Linked DNA regions of Gossypium hirsutum: region 1 is linked to region 2. The links are chromatin contacts, called in public Hi-C maps. All regions are on one chromosome and are shown on one strand. Each heading gives the region's core, a stretch centred on a gene start, on an enhancer-like site or on the middle of the called end of the contact. The rest is flanking DNA. Distances are from core to core; before and after follow the strand shown. Region 1 holds the start of LOC107945662 (pentatricopeptide repeat-containing protein At4g36680, mitochondrial). Region 2 holds the start of LOC107945747 (SCARECROW-LIKE protein 7).

The links. Hi-C and Micro-C count contacts between places; a contact is called where the count stands out from the background.
Region 1: a Hi-C map of leaf shows a contact between it and region 2, with 2.7 times the contacts expected there. The contact joins the promoter of LOC107945662 here to the promoter of LOC107945747 in region 2. A contact is called at or near these places in 5 of 34 Hi-C or Micro-C datasets (callus, hypocotyl and leaf).

What each region holds. Positions count from the first base shown.
Region 1 is chrD12:12,042,068-12,045,487 of Gossypium_hirsutum_v2.1, reverse strand. It overlaps LOC107945662 (pentatricopeptide repeat-containing protein At4g36680, mitochondrial), which reads left to right and starts at 1,357. Exons shown (of 1, transcript XM_016879751.2): 1 at 1,357-3,193. The coding sequence starts at 1,714. The coding sequence ends at 2,943. It overlaps LOC107945661 (splicing factor U2af large subunit B), which reads left to right. Exons shown (of 13, transcript XM_016879745.2): 10 at 1-105; 11 at 208-343; 12 at 653-720; 13 at 856-1,222. The coding sequence ends at 993.
Region 2 is chrD12:11,841,072-11,844,239 of Gossypium_hirsutum_v2.1, reverse strand. LOC107945747 (SCARECROW-LIKE protein 7) reads left to right here and starts at 1,762. Exons shown (of 2, transcript XM_016879855.2): 1 at 1,762-1,935; 2 at 2,044-3,168. The coding sequence starts at 2,078.

The sequences.
Region 1 (3,420 bases), core at 108-2,607, 200 kb before region 2:
GGTGATAAAACTCTCACTGTTAGGCGAGCAAACCAAGGTGCTACCCAGCCTAAACCTGAGCAAGAGAGCATCCTTCAGCATGCACAGCAGCAGATTGCTTTGCAGGTAAGATTAGATAGTGCTATTTTTTTTTCTAAAATTTACTCATTTGTTGCAAGTATCGTCTATAGATGATAGGCTAATTTGCAGTGTCTTTGTCCTTTACAGAGGCTTATGTTGCAACCACAAGGTGTGCCCACAAAGGTTGTGTGCTTGACTCAAGCAATTAGTGAAGATGATCTTAGAGATGATGAGGAGTATGGGGACATTGTTGAAGACATGAGACAAGAGGGTGGAAAACATGGTAAAATTATTCTTAAAACCATTTGGTCCATCCTTGTTGTACCTGACCCTCCTTATTAAGTTTTTAAAGTTATTTTAACATGCTAAGTCCTGTATACTTTATTAATTTCCGTTTTCCTTTTTGTTTATATCTCTGTTTTACAGCCCTTCTAGTTCGCTGCTGTTATTAAAGAGTCAAATTTAGCAAATTTAGCTTGCACAGACAGAAGACACTAATTCTTTATCTATATTTTCTTCATACTGATTTCTGCTAACTAATTCCCTGAATAAAGTTTTATGTGGATTTGAAATTTTCACACGTAATATGCAGGTGCATTGGTGAATGTTGTCATACCCCGCCCGAATCCAAATGGTGAATCATTACCGGGTGTTGGGAAGGTCAGTGCTCTATATTTGCAAGAAATCCTGTTGTTTTAGTTATCGACCTGCATTGGCAATGTTTCTGCTAGTTGCTTCATATTCATTTCTTCCCCTTAGTTACTGACTTGACCGCAATTTGCTTGGTATTTGAAGGTATTTCTGGAGTACTCAGATGTGGAAGGTTCCCGAAAAGCCCAAGCTGCAATGAATGGAAGGAGATTTGGTGAAAATCAAGTAATTGCTGTGTTCTATCCTGAGAACAAATTTGCACAGGGGGAGTATGATGGCTAATGTGTCATATCTTAGCTGCTATGCCTATGATGCAATGTAGTTGTACGAACTGGTTCTTTATTCGTTTAGGTTTTTAGAGTTAAGATATAGACAAGGTATAAGAAATTTATCCATGACTCCCACCTCTTATTGTAATTCTAATGTTGGTTTTGTACCTAATGTCCTTTAGTTTGTATCTCCTGCATTTCTTAATTTGGTATCAAGGATGAAGAAAATGTTAAAATTCGAACCAGCTTTAGGATATTTATTTTGTGTGTTGGCACTGGAATTAAAAGTGAGATGAAATATCAAACGAAGGCTAGTTATTTGTATTATAAATTTTAAAACAAACGAGTACATGCTGTTAAGGATATGTATGTTTTCTTTATCATCTTAAAATTGAAGTTTATTTTTGTTTTTTAATTGTCTAGAGATAAAACCCTATATTTAAAATACAAGGTTATTTTGGGCCATGTCATACATTCATTTTCACAAAGGGTGCCATTTCCATGTAAAAAAAAACTCCTTCACATAACAAATATGTAATATTGATTGGCCAAGAAAGATTTGAATGATTGTGTTGTGTGTGTAAAGAAATAAGAAAAAAATAATAGAAGGTTAAAAATTAACTTAACGAAGTTCATTAGCAAAATTCCCTGACCATTGATTTTAAGCTGCTCTGCTCCGATCCCACTCTAAAACCCTAAAACCAAACCCTAACAAGTCTCCTCCCAAAAAAACATGTCTTCTTCCATTCGTCTTCGCCACCTCCGTCACTTTTCGGCCACCTCCAATGCCGCCGCCGCCGCCGCCGCTTACTCCTCCTCCATTTCGGTTTCCCAAGCCAAAAGCAAACTCCGCACTGAGTACGACCCTGACAAAGCCCTCGAAATCTACTCTTCCGTTTCCAAACACTACTCTTCCCCTTCTTCTTCCCGTTACGCTCAAGACCTCACCGTCCGCCGCCTCGCCAAGTCCCGTCGTTTCTCCGACATCGAATCCTTAATAGAGTCCCACAAAACCGACCCCAAGATTTCTCAGGAGCCTTTCCTCTCTACTCTCATCAGATCCTATGGTATCGCTGGCATGTTAGATCATGCCATCAAAACTTTCCATCAAATGGACCAATTTGGTACCCCCAGATCAACCATTTCTTTCAACGCCTTGCTCTCCGCTTGCAATCAGTCTAGGCAATTTGACAGAGTTCCCCAGCTGTTCGATGAAATTCCCAAGAAATACATTGGTCTTTCACCAGACAAAGTTTCCTATGGGATTTTAGTTAAATCTTATTGCGAAGCGGGTCATCCCGAGAAAGGGCTTGAGGTTCTAAGAGAAATGGAAAGGAAAAGCGTGGAGGTAACTGCAGTCACCTCTACAACAATTTTAAACGCATTATATAAGAAGGGAAAAACAGAAGAGGCAGAGAAGTTGTGGTTTGAGATGATGAAGACTGGTTGCGAATTAGATGTTGCTTCTTATAACGTTAGGATTTCGAATTTTCAAGGCGGAGAGCCTGAGAAAGTGAAGGAATTGATTGACGATATGAGCACCCTAGGGTTGAAACCGGATACCATTAGTTATAATTATCTGATGACTTGTTATTGTAAGAGAGGCATGTTGGATGAAGCTAAGAAGGTATATGAAGGATTGGAAGGTAATGGGTGTAATCCAAATGCGGCTACTTTTCGGACGCTGGTGTTTTATTTATGTTTAAATGGATTGTATGAGCAAGGTTATAAGGTGTTCAAAGAGAGTGTGAGGTTGCATAAGATTCCTGATTTTAACACTTTGAAGCATTTGGTGGAGGGATTGGTGATGAAAAAGAAGATCAAGGATGCGAAAGGGTTAATCAGGACGGTAAAGAAGACGTTCCCTCCCAACTTTTTGAAAGCATGGAAGAAGCTCGAGGAAGAACTTGGTTTGGTTTCTGGTAATGCTGAAGCTCGTGAGGCTAAAGAATCAACAGGTTAGAATTGAGATTTTAGCTGTTATTTTGCTGGTGGTTTGAGTTAGCTGCTTTATATTCTTTTGCAGCTAAGAATGATTAGATGAACTATGCAATCCACCATAGAAGTTTGAATGATGATAATATTTTTTTTCTTAGATAGTTTTACAAAAGGTCAATTCTGCTTTAATTGTAAGGATTGATTTGTGTTACTCTTTTGCTATGTGTTTGTTTCATTGTTCTACTTGTTTTGGAATGAAAAGAAAATTCTGATAATCGAATATTCTGCTAAAACTATTTACTAGTTTTGTTTTGTTCGGGTCATTGAGCTTTGTTCTATCCCTCTTTAAACTTCTTGATGAATATTTGGTAAAAGTGTCTTGGAGGCCTGTTAAAAATTTCATTCATTTCTACTGTTTCTTATAAATACCTAGACAATTACTGTGGCATACCTTGTTCTGATGTACAAAGATTAGTTTTTAATAGAAGAAATTGATGATTTT
Region 2 (3,168 bases), core at 513-3,012:
TCTCCCATCACTCTCCCTTTTCCCCACCATCCTTCCTCCGACTTTGATTCTTTCCCTTTCCCCGTCGTCCCTTTGCTAACCCTTTTCCCCTACTCTGATTATTTCACTCCCCCCACCATCCAACGAATTTACAACCATAGAAAATACATACACAAAATGACTGATTAGAGGAAACTTAGAAATAAGCAAAAAAAGAAGTGGAAGAGTTTGGTCTAATATACCATAGATTTGGAGTGGAGTTTGTACCACTTGCATTTTTAATTTGCCAAAACCTTAGGATTGAAGCTGGGCCGATACCTTTCATCCTTTGAATTATCACCCCATCGCCAAGCCCTCTGCATCTGAGTTTTCAATCTCTGGAAACTATTGGGACGCTTGTGTCATGTAGTTACAAATTAACTCTGAGTGCACCTATGCCCCAATGGCAGCAGCCTTGGAGAACTGGTGCTTCCAGAGTGCACAAGATTCTAAACTCTCTCATCTACTTTCATAGCCTTCTCCTCAAAACCATGGTTTAATTCCTAAATTGTTGATTGTGATTGGTCTTCATGTCCTTCAGCTTCTTCCTTGGTTTTTATTTTCTAAACACTTCATTTATCTCATCTTACATTGTTAATTAAATTATCAACCATGCCAACTAAAAGATTTAAAATTTTTCATTTATTCTGCAGAATTTACAAGATACCATCCTCTTCAAGTAAAGCTTATCACAGAATACACAAAGATATGAAAAGGGTTCCCTTTTATGTGCTTTTTATCCTCAAATTCTCTCACTACCCCGAAACTATCAAAGCTTTCACAATATAAGCTTCAAAAATACAATAAAAAATTGTCAATTTATACACAAAGTATACAGTTTGAATACTAATACCTTGACTGCAAATGTAATGACTCTTACAGTATTAACACCCTATAATGCAAATTTAAAAAAAAAAGGAATCCATGAGGGAAAAAACGATAAGAAAAGATAACCAATCAGTTAAAAATTCCCAACAGATTTAAATTCTTTAGAAAGAGAATCAAAGCAGTAACTCTTTTGTAACGAAAAAAAACTGATGTAATAAAAGGAATTGAAACACAGATAATGCAAATGATACAAGAAATAAATAAGCAATAACATCAAGCTTAAATGGAAGAGAAACAGGAGAGATGTTTCCTTACTTTTATTATTACTAACATTTTAGTTGTCTGATTAACGAAGTTTTAGTTCCTTCAAGCGAGAGAGAAAGGGGAAAGGAAATGCCAAAAATAGAGAGGAAAAGAATCAAAGTAATGGAAAAGGGTTAGCAAAGGGACGGTGGGGGAAGGGAAAGAATTATAGTAGGAGGAGAGATGGTAGGGAAGAGGGAGAGAGAATCAGACTAGGGGGATGGATTATGTTGAAGAGGAAGATGGATGGGAGAGCAGTGATAGGGGATGAAAAATGGCAACTCCGTTAAGTATCTAACGTAAAATGGTAGCTTCGTTACGTCTATAACGGAAAATGGTTAGTGGTGACTATTTTATTAATTTTCAAAAATTAAGTAATTAAATTAAAATTTAAGTAACTATTTTATCAACTATTCCAAAATTAAGTAATTATTAGTATAATTTATCCTTCTTTGAATTAAAAAAAAAGCGAGGTAGTTAACTTTTAAAATCAGCCTTTTTTGACTAATTAGCCCTCTTAAATCTTAATATTTTTTTCAAATTCTCATTCTATTTTGTTTAAAATAAAGAGGGATCAACTTGGCTTTATGCTTAGCAGCTCTGATATAAGGTCCCACTTGTTCATTTGAAGGGACTCTACTCAGCGCTCTCTACTTCTACTGTTCTAGGTATCGTTCTTTTGAGTTGCACTTCTCCAAATTGCTTTCTTTCTCTTTCTCTCCTTTCCTTGAGCAAAATCCAAGTTTGTAGACCTTCTGATTCAGTTACCGTTGGGCCTACACTTTTGTATGTACTCTCTTTCTTCTCTCTCTTCTTTCATGCTTTAAAAACTGGAAAAAAAATTCACTCTTTCGCTGATCCTTTCTTTGTTAATTGTGGGTTATGATAGTGCAGTTCAAACGATTTTCCGTCGAGGTTTGGCCGGAGAATGGCATATATGTGTGCGGATAGCGGAAATCTAATGGCAATCGCTCAACAAGTTATAAAGCAACAGCAACAGCAAGAACAACAACAAGAGCAGCACCACCACCACCAGCAACAGCTTCTTGGTGTCAGTCATGTTACTTTAAACCCTTGGCCTAACAACCCCCACCATGGCGTCTCCAACTCTCCCATTCTCGGGTACGGGCTTTCGGGTCCAGGTTTCACTGACCTATTTCAGGGTGATACTGGAGAAGGGTTTCAGTTCCCTAACATGGGGCATCATCATTCGAGTGGGTTTCGATTCCCGGATTTTGGTGGTGGTTCGGGTGGTGAGTTTGACACCGACGAATGGATGGATTGCTTAATGAACAGTGGGGATTCAACGGATAGTTCAAATCTGCCGTCTGGTTGTGAAGTATGGCAGAACAATGCTGATTTTGGTCTTTACGGCGCTGATCCATTTAGTGCTTGCCCAAATCGTCTCAGCGTGGCGTGTCCTACGCCGTCTGATCTGAACCGAGTCATTTTCCCAACCGAGGCACAGAAAAACCTTAGCCCTACTCTTCAGCCTCAGCACCAGCTACCGACGTGGTCCCCATCCCCATCCCCTCCGCCACCACCACCTCCTCATGTAGCCGTTAAAGAAACCAAAGCAAGCAGTCCTCCGAGCCAGACCCCACTCACAAACGACGCCGCAGGGGTCTCAGCTGATTCCACCGAGATCGAGTCAGCTCCCCCGCTTTTGAAAGCTTTACTCGACTGTGCTAGACTCTCCGACTCAGAACCTGAACGCGCGATTAAATCGCTGGTTGAACTCAGGGAGTCGGTATCTGAACGTGGAGATCCAACTGAAAGAGTGGCTTTTTACTTCACCCAAGCCCTCTATAGCAGAGTCTCTCTTCCAGCAGAGAAAAGGTTGAATCTGCTCGAAACGACGTCGGAGGACTTCACTCTCTCTTACAAAGTATTGAACGACGCCTGCCCTTACTCCAAGTTCGCTCATTTAACGGCAAATCAAGCGATTCTCGAAGCTACTGAGCGAGCAACCAAGATTCACATAGTGGACTTTGGAATTGTTCAAGGAGTTCAATGGGC